Linked DNA regions of Mus musculus: all the other regions are linked to region 1. Evidence: chromatin contacts called from public Hi-C data. All regions are on one chromosome and are shown on one strand. The core of a region is the stretch at or near the end of the contact, and the rest is flanking DNA. Distances in the headings are between cores, read along the strand shown.

Region 1 (2,510 bases), core at 9-2,508:
TCCTACATGTAGGTGCAAAACTTTAAAACATTTACATTTTCTTTAACGGGAGAGGTTGGCTTATTTCTCACCAAGTGGAAAATTCGCTATTGAAGATTCGTGGAAGGAGGCCTTCATGAATGGGATGAAAAGGGGCAACAAGGCTGCTGGGACTTATCTTTCAAAAGTGTTCTTTGCTACTTTCCTATACTGAGTGCACACACACCTCCATATGATCACTAGGTTGATATCCCATGAGCCACTGGGGCTTGTATTCCAATGCATCTCAACATTGCCTTTTTTTTTTTTTTAAAGCACAGTCTAACACTGTAGATCAGGCTAGCCCAGAACTCACAGGGTAGCCCACACTGGTCTCAAACATGTGCCAGTTCTTCCTCGTCAGCCTCTGGAGGGCTAGAATTGTGGTTATGTCCCGTCACACCTGGCTCAGACTTTCATATCCTAGTAGGAGGCTAACAATGCCACCTGGTGTTTTAAAAATACAATTTAGCTTTAAAGTCATTCTCATGTATAATCTTTATTCTTATAATCAAGATCCGAGGGTTGGGTCACTACTCCTGAGGTGAGAAAGGACTGTCATTGTTGGACTATAGATAATGATAACAGTTTCAAGGACCCCTGAGATTCTTGCTCTCAGAGTCATGGTGGTAAATGGAACCATCAAAGTCTGGCTACTCTGTCCTTCATCCCCCAGTGCCCCTCCTTCCCGATCTGCTCCGCATGGGCAGCGGGTGCTTGGTCCCCTCTACCTCTCCAGTGCCTGGCTTGTGTCCACCACAGTGGCGGTCAGCAAACCATCATGGGCCATGTGGGGCATGCTCAGAGAACTAGATCACTGAAAAACGAAGGAGGCATAAGCATGATAAAATTGTGAATGATAAATTAGAGTACAAATCATGAGTGCTTCTCACTAGAAAATGGAGAGGAGCAGGGCCCGCTGACTCAGCATGTATTGAGGCTCTGAATAAATGCCCCCTTCCACAAAAGCTAAACCTACTTTTTGTTTGTTTCTACTTATGACTTTTCAAAAAGCGGTTTGTTGGACTGATATTCATACACCAAAGACAGCTCCTGTAGTAAAAAATGCACAAGGTGCATCATGCAAATATTAATCAGAAGCATCAGGAGAAATGGTAAATGAATAGAAAAAAAAAAATACTGGGTGCTGTTTGCGAAGCCTGCCACCTAGTGGATCCACCTAGCTACAGCAGGAGCTACAAGGAAGCTGGGGCGTGAGAGAACTCTGTGATAGCTGTCTGAGAAAACAATAGCAGCAGCAACAGAACTAGGCAAGCTGACTGCTAGATGTCTGCTTAGTTTGCTCTGACTTGCAAGTCTTTCCGGGTTTCAGTGCACAAGGGGAGAGGAGAAGTTTTAAGTGGGCTGAACTGAGTCAAGGTTTCTTCCTTCTGGCCTCCCTTGTGTTGTGGCCCTGACTCTCATCCTCCGCCCTAGCTCCAGCCTGCTAGCACACCTTACCCCAACATGAACCAAGGCCTCAACCTACTAGGCTCACTGTGTACTTCCCAACACCTGAGACCCACCCACCTCACATTTGCATTTCTATCCATGTTGCCTGGGCTATCCCTACTTCTCCTCAACTCCCCGAACCATCATTTAAGGCCTGTACAGATTAACCCTCAGTTCTCTTGAGCTTTTTCGATGCCAGTAGTCTTTCCTTCTTGGGAACTTCTGCCACGTTTACAGTCTGTTCCTTAGGTTTAGCACTTTGATTATAGCCTGGTGATGCTAGGCCTTCCTACTGTGAGCACTGGATGATGAGGCACTCCTAATTAGATGCTTGTGTTGGAGAAGTGTGTGGTAGGCACTGAAAGCACAGCCTCTGACTCACGCTGCCTGGGTTGAAATCACTGACCTAGCAGATGGTTGTGGCTGCCTTGCTCATGGCTCTCTACTTTGGTTTGTGTGTCTGGAAAATGGGGACACCTCTATTTATAGCATCTGCCTCAGAGAAGAACCGAGGGTCACATGAATTTGTGTAAAACCCAGCAGAGCCTGGCGGGTGCCAAGTACTCTTGCTTCATTAGCTATGTATGTGTATGAGTTTTGTGTAGGATCGTGTGTGTGTGTGTGTGTGTGTGTGCGTGCACGTGTGCACACGCACAAGCATGTGAGGCCAGAAGACATCCTTGTTTCTTGATACATGATCTGAAACTCACCAAGTAGGCTGACCTGGCTGACCAGCAAAGCCTGTGACATTCCTGTCTCTACTCCCCAGTGGTGAGTGCACAAGTGCCACTGACTGCAGGTGTCTGCACCCCGTGTGGTTTTAGAGCAGTGGTTCTCCACCTGTGGGTCATAACCCCTTTAGGGGATCACATGTCAGATATTCACATTAGGATTCATAACAGTAAGAAAATTACTGTATGGAGTAGCAATGAAAATACTTTATGACTGGGGGCCACCACCACATGGAGAACTGTAATAAAGGGTCACAGCATTAGGGGGCTGAGGACCACTGTTCTAGAGGATCAAACTCAAGTCCCCAT
Region 2 (2,510 bases), core at 8-2,507, 660 kb before region 1:
AGGGGATGATGGGAAAAGTCTTCATGGTTATCATGTGCCAACAACATGCTGGAGCCTTGGTTCTTGTTTCATTGAATCCTCCCAACATTTCTGGGAAGTTAATGATGTCATTCTTATTTTATAGACAAGTGACTTATGACTCTGAGGGGCAAAAGCCTGTTGTGACTAGGAAGACAGCAGATGAGAGGTAATCATGGTGAATGTAAGTCTTAAATTCAGGTGCCAAAGATGACTTTTGCCTTAGTCCAAGCAGCCAATCCTTACACATTAACATGGAAAAGGAATCAGAAGAGGGAAACCTGAATCCTGACAGTAATGACAGAGGGAATAGCAGGTAAGGGTTGGACTCGGAGCTTCTGGTGTTATTCCATGTAAAAGCTAATTTTTATCGTCTCCTGTTTTATCCCTAAACAAACAAACAAACAAACAAACAAACAAACAAACAAAAATGCCGAGATTGCAATTAATTCCATTATGCATTTCTTTGCAGTAACATAAAAAACCTAATTTCATTTCATCTTTGTAAATGTGATGGACCACTGAAGGAGAAACACGCAGTTTTCATGGCTCCTGGGTACAAAAGACCCAAAGAATGGATGTGCACGAGTGATATGGGTTTCACCTTGAGAAACATAAGGCTTTGCAGTGGCCACCCCTCATTGGAGGGTGACAGTGAATTAGATGACAATGTGTTATTTATAGATGTGTATACAAAGGGGATTCTTTATGCAGTTGTAAGGTGAGACTGAGTGGCTTTCTAATTTTTTCAAGACTGAGTGGCTTCTAATTTTCAGGGGAAGTAGTCACATAGCATGATTAAGGATAGAGCTATGGAGTCAGATGAGGTTGGAATTTGAGTCCGGACTCCAACACCTGCCAGATGTGTGCTTTAGGCGAGTTACTTAACTTCTCCAAGTCTATGTTTCCTAATGTGCAAAAAGGAGTTCATTATACTTATCTCCGGGGGTGGGGGGAGGTGTTTTAAAGATTAGGTTAGCTAGTGCACAGACAGCACTTAGCTGGGAACTGGGCATATATTAAACAATCATAAATGGTGATTATTGCTCTTATTAGCATGGGGCCTCTGGGAGGTGAGTGGAAATGAATCCTATAGAAATCTCCTAACCCCCACCTTAACTCCCGGGCTCCCTCCTCCTCTGCTTGGCCTCAGCAACAGAAGATGACTGGAGAGCTGCCTGCCAAAGATGATGCACTCATGATGAATCAATTCCTCCCCCAGCAAATAACGAAGTTTGAGTTTCCTGTTTCCTGCCGGTGGCTTTGTGCACCCTGGACAGACAGTCAACTGCGCTAACGAGTCTTACTCCTCCAACTGCTCTGCAGGTTCTGGGTAATGAGCATGTGGATTTTGGCTGCCACAAAAGGAGGTCACCAGGGGTGTCTCCTTAGAACTGTGTAGCAACACATGTTACAGTTTTGGGCCTAGGTCTTCTGTAAACATGAACAGATGATAACGGAAGGGCGAATTTTATACAAAGATAAGAAAAGCAATAAGAAAACATACTTTTAAAAAATAGGAGTTATGAATCTAAACCTCATTTCTAGGTTACACAGTCATTTTTGATGCATAGTGAACATGTGTCTGTGTTGCAGTAAATCCCCAAACCCAATAAGCCCATGCAAAAACACATAACATAGTTATAATATAAGCCGCACACCACTACACTAACCTATTCCCCAGCTATGAGATCCCTTGCTATTTGTGGCTTCTCTAGACCATGTGGTTCTGCTCCATCTTCCTTTCACCTCTTCTCCCGCCCTCTGTCCTTCTTCTGTCATTCCCTACTCTTCCCCCACTCTCTAAAATCTCCAGCCCCACCTTTCCCTCCCATTGCCCAATCACAGACCGTAGCCTTTATTTGACCAGTTAGAATGAGAAGTTTCATATGAAATCACCTTAGTACTTGTTCCACTCCTCATCAGGGCAGCCCCTCTTGAAGCAGAATTACCATCAGAATACAAACAGCCAGAACATGCCTGTCTTCCAGCATGTAGCAGCTGAATTTGGTGATGCTACAACTATACCATGTCATGGGGCAGGATTAGGAGTGACCATTCTTCCCTGGACCGTATCACAACACTGACTAATAGTTCTGTCCTTGTTATCTTTATAATCATTACTATTCTCTTTACCAAAATTCAAAGCAAAATAATTTGCTCTCTGTTTGAAAAAGTGTTGCACTGAGAAAATGTTGTGGCATCAGATATCTGTCCTAAAAATGATGCCAGCCTACTGGTGGGCAACTCTGAATAAAAGCAGATTGCTAGCAACAGTAATGGCAAAACGCCTTCCTTTGATAGCTTATAGCCCAGGAGGTTTTCTTTAAGTCAATGGATCTTTTAAATTTTGCCAAGTGATTTGATTCCTATGACAACCATTCTTGTGTAGCAAAGGGTCTGCCATAAAAGCAGAGCTAGAGCGCGGAGGACTGATGTTTGTGAGTGCACCTCTTTGTCTCGGATGGTGAAGCATTTCCTCTTGGTGAAAA
Region 3 (2,510 bases), core at 4-2,503, 590 kb after region 1:
ACAAGACACATCCTATCCAGATTGGTGACAGCGCTCCTCTGGACACTGAGTCCAAATAGGAGCCGGCGCGATAGGCTTAGCATGGGGAATCTTCCTCTTCCCCAGGATGAAAGGTGAAGCGACCACCAAAACCACCCACGGGCGACTCCAGCGTATTCTGGTCTCTGACACCCCAAGAAGCAACTCCACAGTCACCACTCCCACCAGCGTCAAACGCTCCAGGTCTCCCGCTCCATCCAAGACCGCAGTGATTAGCGATTCCCACGTCTAAGAATCTGGATATGAGTTGTGGGGACAAGCCAAGCTTTCAGATCACATTCAATAGCTAAGGACCCAAGCAGATACAGACATGAAGGGATCGATCGGCTCAGTGACACTTCCAAAGCACACGGTCGGGTAGCCCATGTAGACAAGCGCGCGAGGACAACCACTAGAAGTCAAGGACCCACAGAGTCTCCTGACAGTCACTATCCCAGGCTGTAGCAGAGCACCTTTAGTTCCCTCCCCTCTCCAAGACACCAGCGCGCACGCAAAGGGACCTAAAGGGCCCCTACAGCCGGGACCTGGAGGGTGTGGGATGGGACAGACTGAGCCCACCTCTTCATCCTGCTCCTCTTGGGATGCGCTGCTGACCTGGGGCACCGGCAGCACCGCTCCTCCCGGGTGCGGCAGCGGCAGGGTAGGGACTCCACGCTCCAGAGCCACGCGCGCGGGAGCCCACGCGGCGGGTAGCCGGGTTCCCAGGGCGCCGCCCGGCGGCCGCGGCGGCTGCGACCTGCAGGAGAAGCGGCTGGGCTCCCCTTCCTCCGACAGAGTTTCCGAGCCAGAGGATGACTCCGCTGAGGAAGCGCCCTCCGAGGACACGGCTGCCGCCGAAGAGACTAGGGTCCGGGCGCCGTGTCCGCTGCAGCCCCGGGGCACGGGCTCAGGCGCCTCGGAAACTTTCTCCCCCATGTCCCTTTTCGGCCCAAAGTGCCGTCCGAGGGGTGGCGGTGCGCTCGGCGCCTCCCGAAGAAGCCCCGGCTGCTCTGCTGTGTCTGGATCGCGCTGCGGCTCCCGGGCTGCGGGGAGCGCCGCCGGCGACTACATGACAGAGGTTGGACCACAGGAGCGCGTCGCCAAGTTCACTGCCGCCGTGGCTCGGCTGCTGACATGGACTCCCGCGCGCGGGGCCATGCCCACCGCGATCGGCGCTCCGCGCTGCGCCCGAGCCGCCGGGACTGCGGCTTCTCCCGCTAAACCTGCCTCCGGGACGGAGCGGAGGAGACGGGCAGCCCGCGGAGCCAATGGCAGCGCAGGCGCGCTGGTGGGCGGAGGCTGCGGAGCCGCTGGCCGCGCGGGCGTCAGGTAGGGGAGGTGGGGCCAGGAGCGGGCCACCCGATCCCGCGGGAGCTCTGGGTGCGCGGGGCAGCCCCACGGCGCGGGGATCCACAGGGCCGACGCGGAGTCCGCGGACTTAACTCGGTCTGGGACTCAGAAATGGGTGGGGGAGTGGCCGTCTGTCCTTGGGACGTGGGTGGGAGATGGCTGAGTGAGGCGAGACCTTGGAGAACCGGACTTTTAGTCTCCAAAAAGTGAAATCGGGGAAATTAGGCGGGAGGATTCGCGTGAAAACGGAAGCGCGCGGCCAGTCACGCGCAAACTCACGCTCCCACCCGTGTGCAGAGAGCGAAGTCCGTGGTGGGTGGAGAGAGGGGATCCAAACGCAGCCCATCTCCAAGCCTCTTTCTGGATAAACCTCTTGGGCCTCAGTTTCCTCAAATTGTAAAGGGAAGCGTCAACACCGATGTTGTCTGGCAATAAGACTAGATAGAGCAAAATAAAGTGTCAGCAGAGTTCCCGGCTTGGACACAAGCCAAGGTCTCCAAAGATGATTTTTCTGTATTTCTGCTTAGAAACTAAAGTTAAGTCAAAGACACGCGCTTGTGACAAAGGAAGGAAACAGCTGATGCTCTGTGTTTAGGACCAGGCTTTATCAGAACGGTCTTAGCAGCTCTTTGCGGTTCTGCCGCTGGGCTAAGGGACATTCCTAACTGGCTTTCTCTAGCCCTGCATAGGCACAACGCGGCCGACCTGGGGCCTCATTTTTCCTTTCCTATAAGAACAAGGAGAAAGAGCTTCCACCAAAGCACCAACAGAATAATCACCTTAACCTTTGTGGTGTCTTGGATCTGCTGGGAAGCCAGTGCGGAGTTAGGCAGCGAGAAATAAATGAGTCCTACTTGCCTTCAGCTCCAGACCCGTCTGAGCTCCACACCGTGACCCGAGGTATAAATTCAGCCAGCTTCCATTCCACAGACGTTGATTGAGATGTGTGCCAGTTGGTTGCAGGGGATACAAAGATGAATACGGCAGGTCTCCTGCCCTTGAGGAGCTTGTGGTCGGGGGAGAGATTGATATTGCATAATACCGCCTCATTATTCATGTTTAAAAGCTCTGGTAAGTGCTACAATGTGCCGTGGGAGAAGAGGGGAAGAATTACACCGAAGCCATTGCAGATCTTCAAGCCG

The links. Hi-C and Micro-C count contacts between places; a contact is called where the count stands out from the background.
Region 2: a contact with region 1 is called in a Hi-C map of bone marrow-derived macrophages, with 3 times the contacts expected there. The contact joins two enhancer-like sites.
Region 3: a Hi-C map of cerebral cortex shows a contact between it and region 1, with 4 times the contacts expected there. The contact joins the promoter of Mast4 here to the enhancer-like site in region 1. A contact is called at or near these places in 1 of 484 Hi-C or Micro-C datasets (cerebral cortex) and 2 of 115 datasets of contacts at active chromatin or transcription factors (neural tube and stem cell-derived neural progenitor cells).

What each region holds. Positions count from the first base shown.
Region 1 is chr13:102,743,928-102,746,437 of GRCm38.p6, forward strand. The region is part of intron 26 of Mast4 (microtubule associated serine/threonine kinase family member 4); the gene reads right to left. Among named protein-coding and RNA genes, the nearest start is that of 1700099I09Rik, 15 kb to the right of the region's middle. Within about 2 kb of position 1,259, at least 90 of the 459 cell types and tissues checked have an H3K27ac peak or open chromatin away from gene starts, as enhancers often do. A contact at or near this core is called in bone marrow-derived macrophages and cerebral cortex, where this site is marked.
Region 2 is chr13:102,088,499-102,091,008 of GRCm38.p6, forward strand. No RefSeq gene overlaps it. Among named protein-coding and RNA genes, the nearest start is that of Gm41044, 75 kb to the left of the region's middle. Within about 2 kb of position 1,258, at least 40 of the 459 cell types and tissues checked have an H3K27ac peak or open chromatin away from gene starts, as enhancers often do. A contact at or near this core is called in bone marrow-derived macrophages, where this site is marked.
Region 3 is chr13:103,333,239-103,335,748 of GRCm38.p6, forward strand. It overlaps Mast4 (microtubule associated serine/threonine kinase family member 4), which reads right to left and starts at 1,254. Exons shown (of 29, transcript NM_175171.3): 1 at 598-1,254. The coding sequence starts at 954.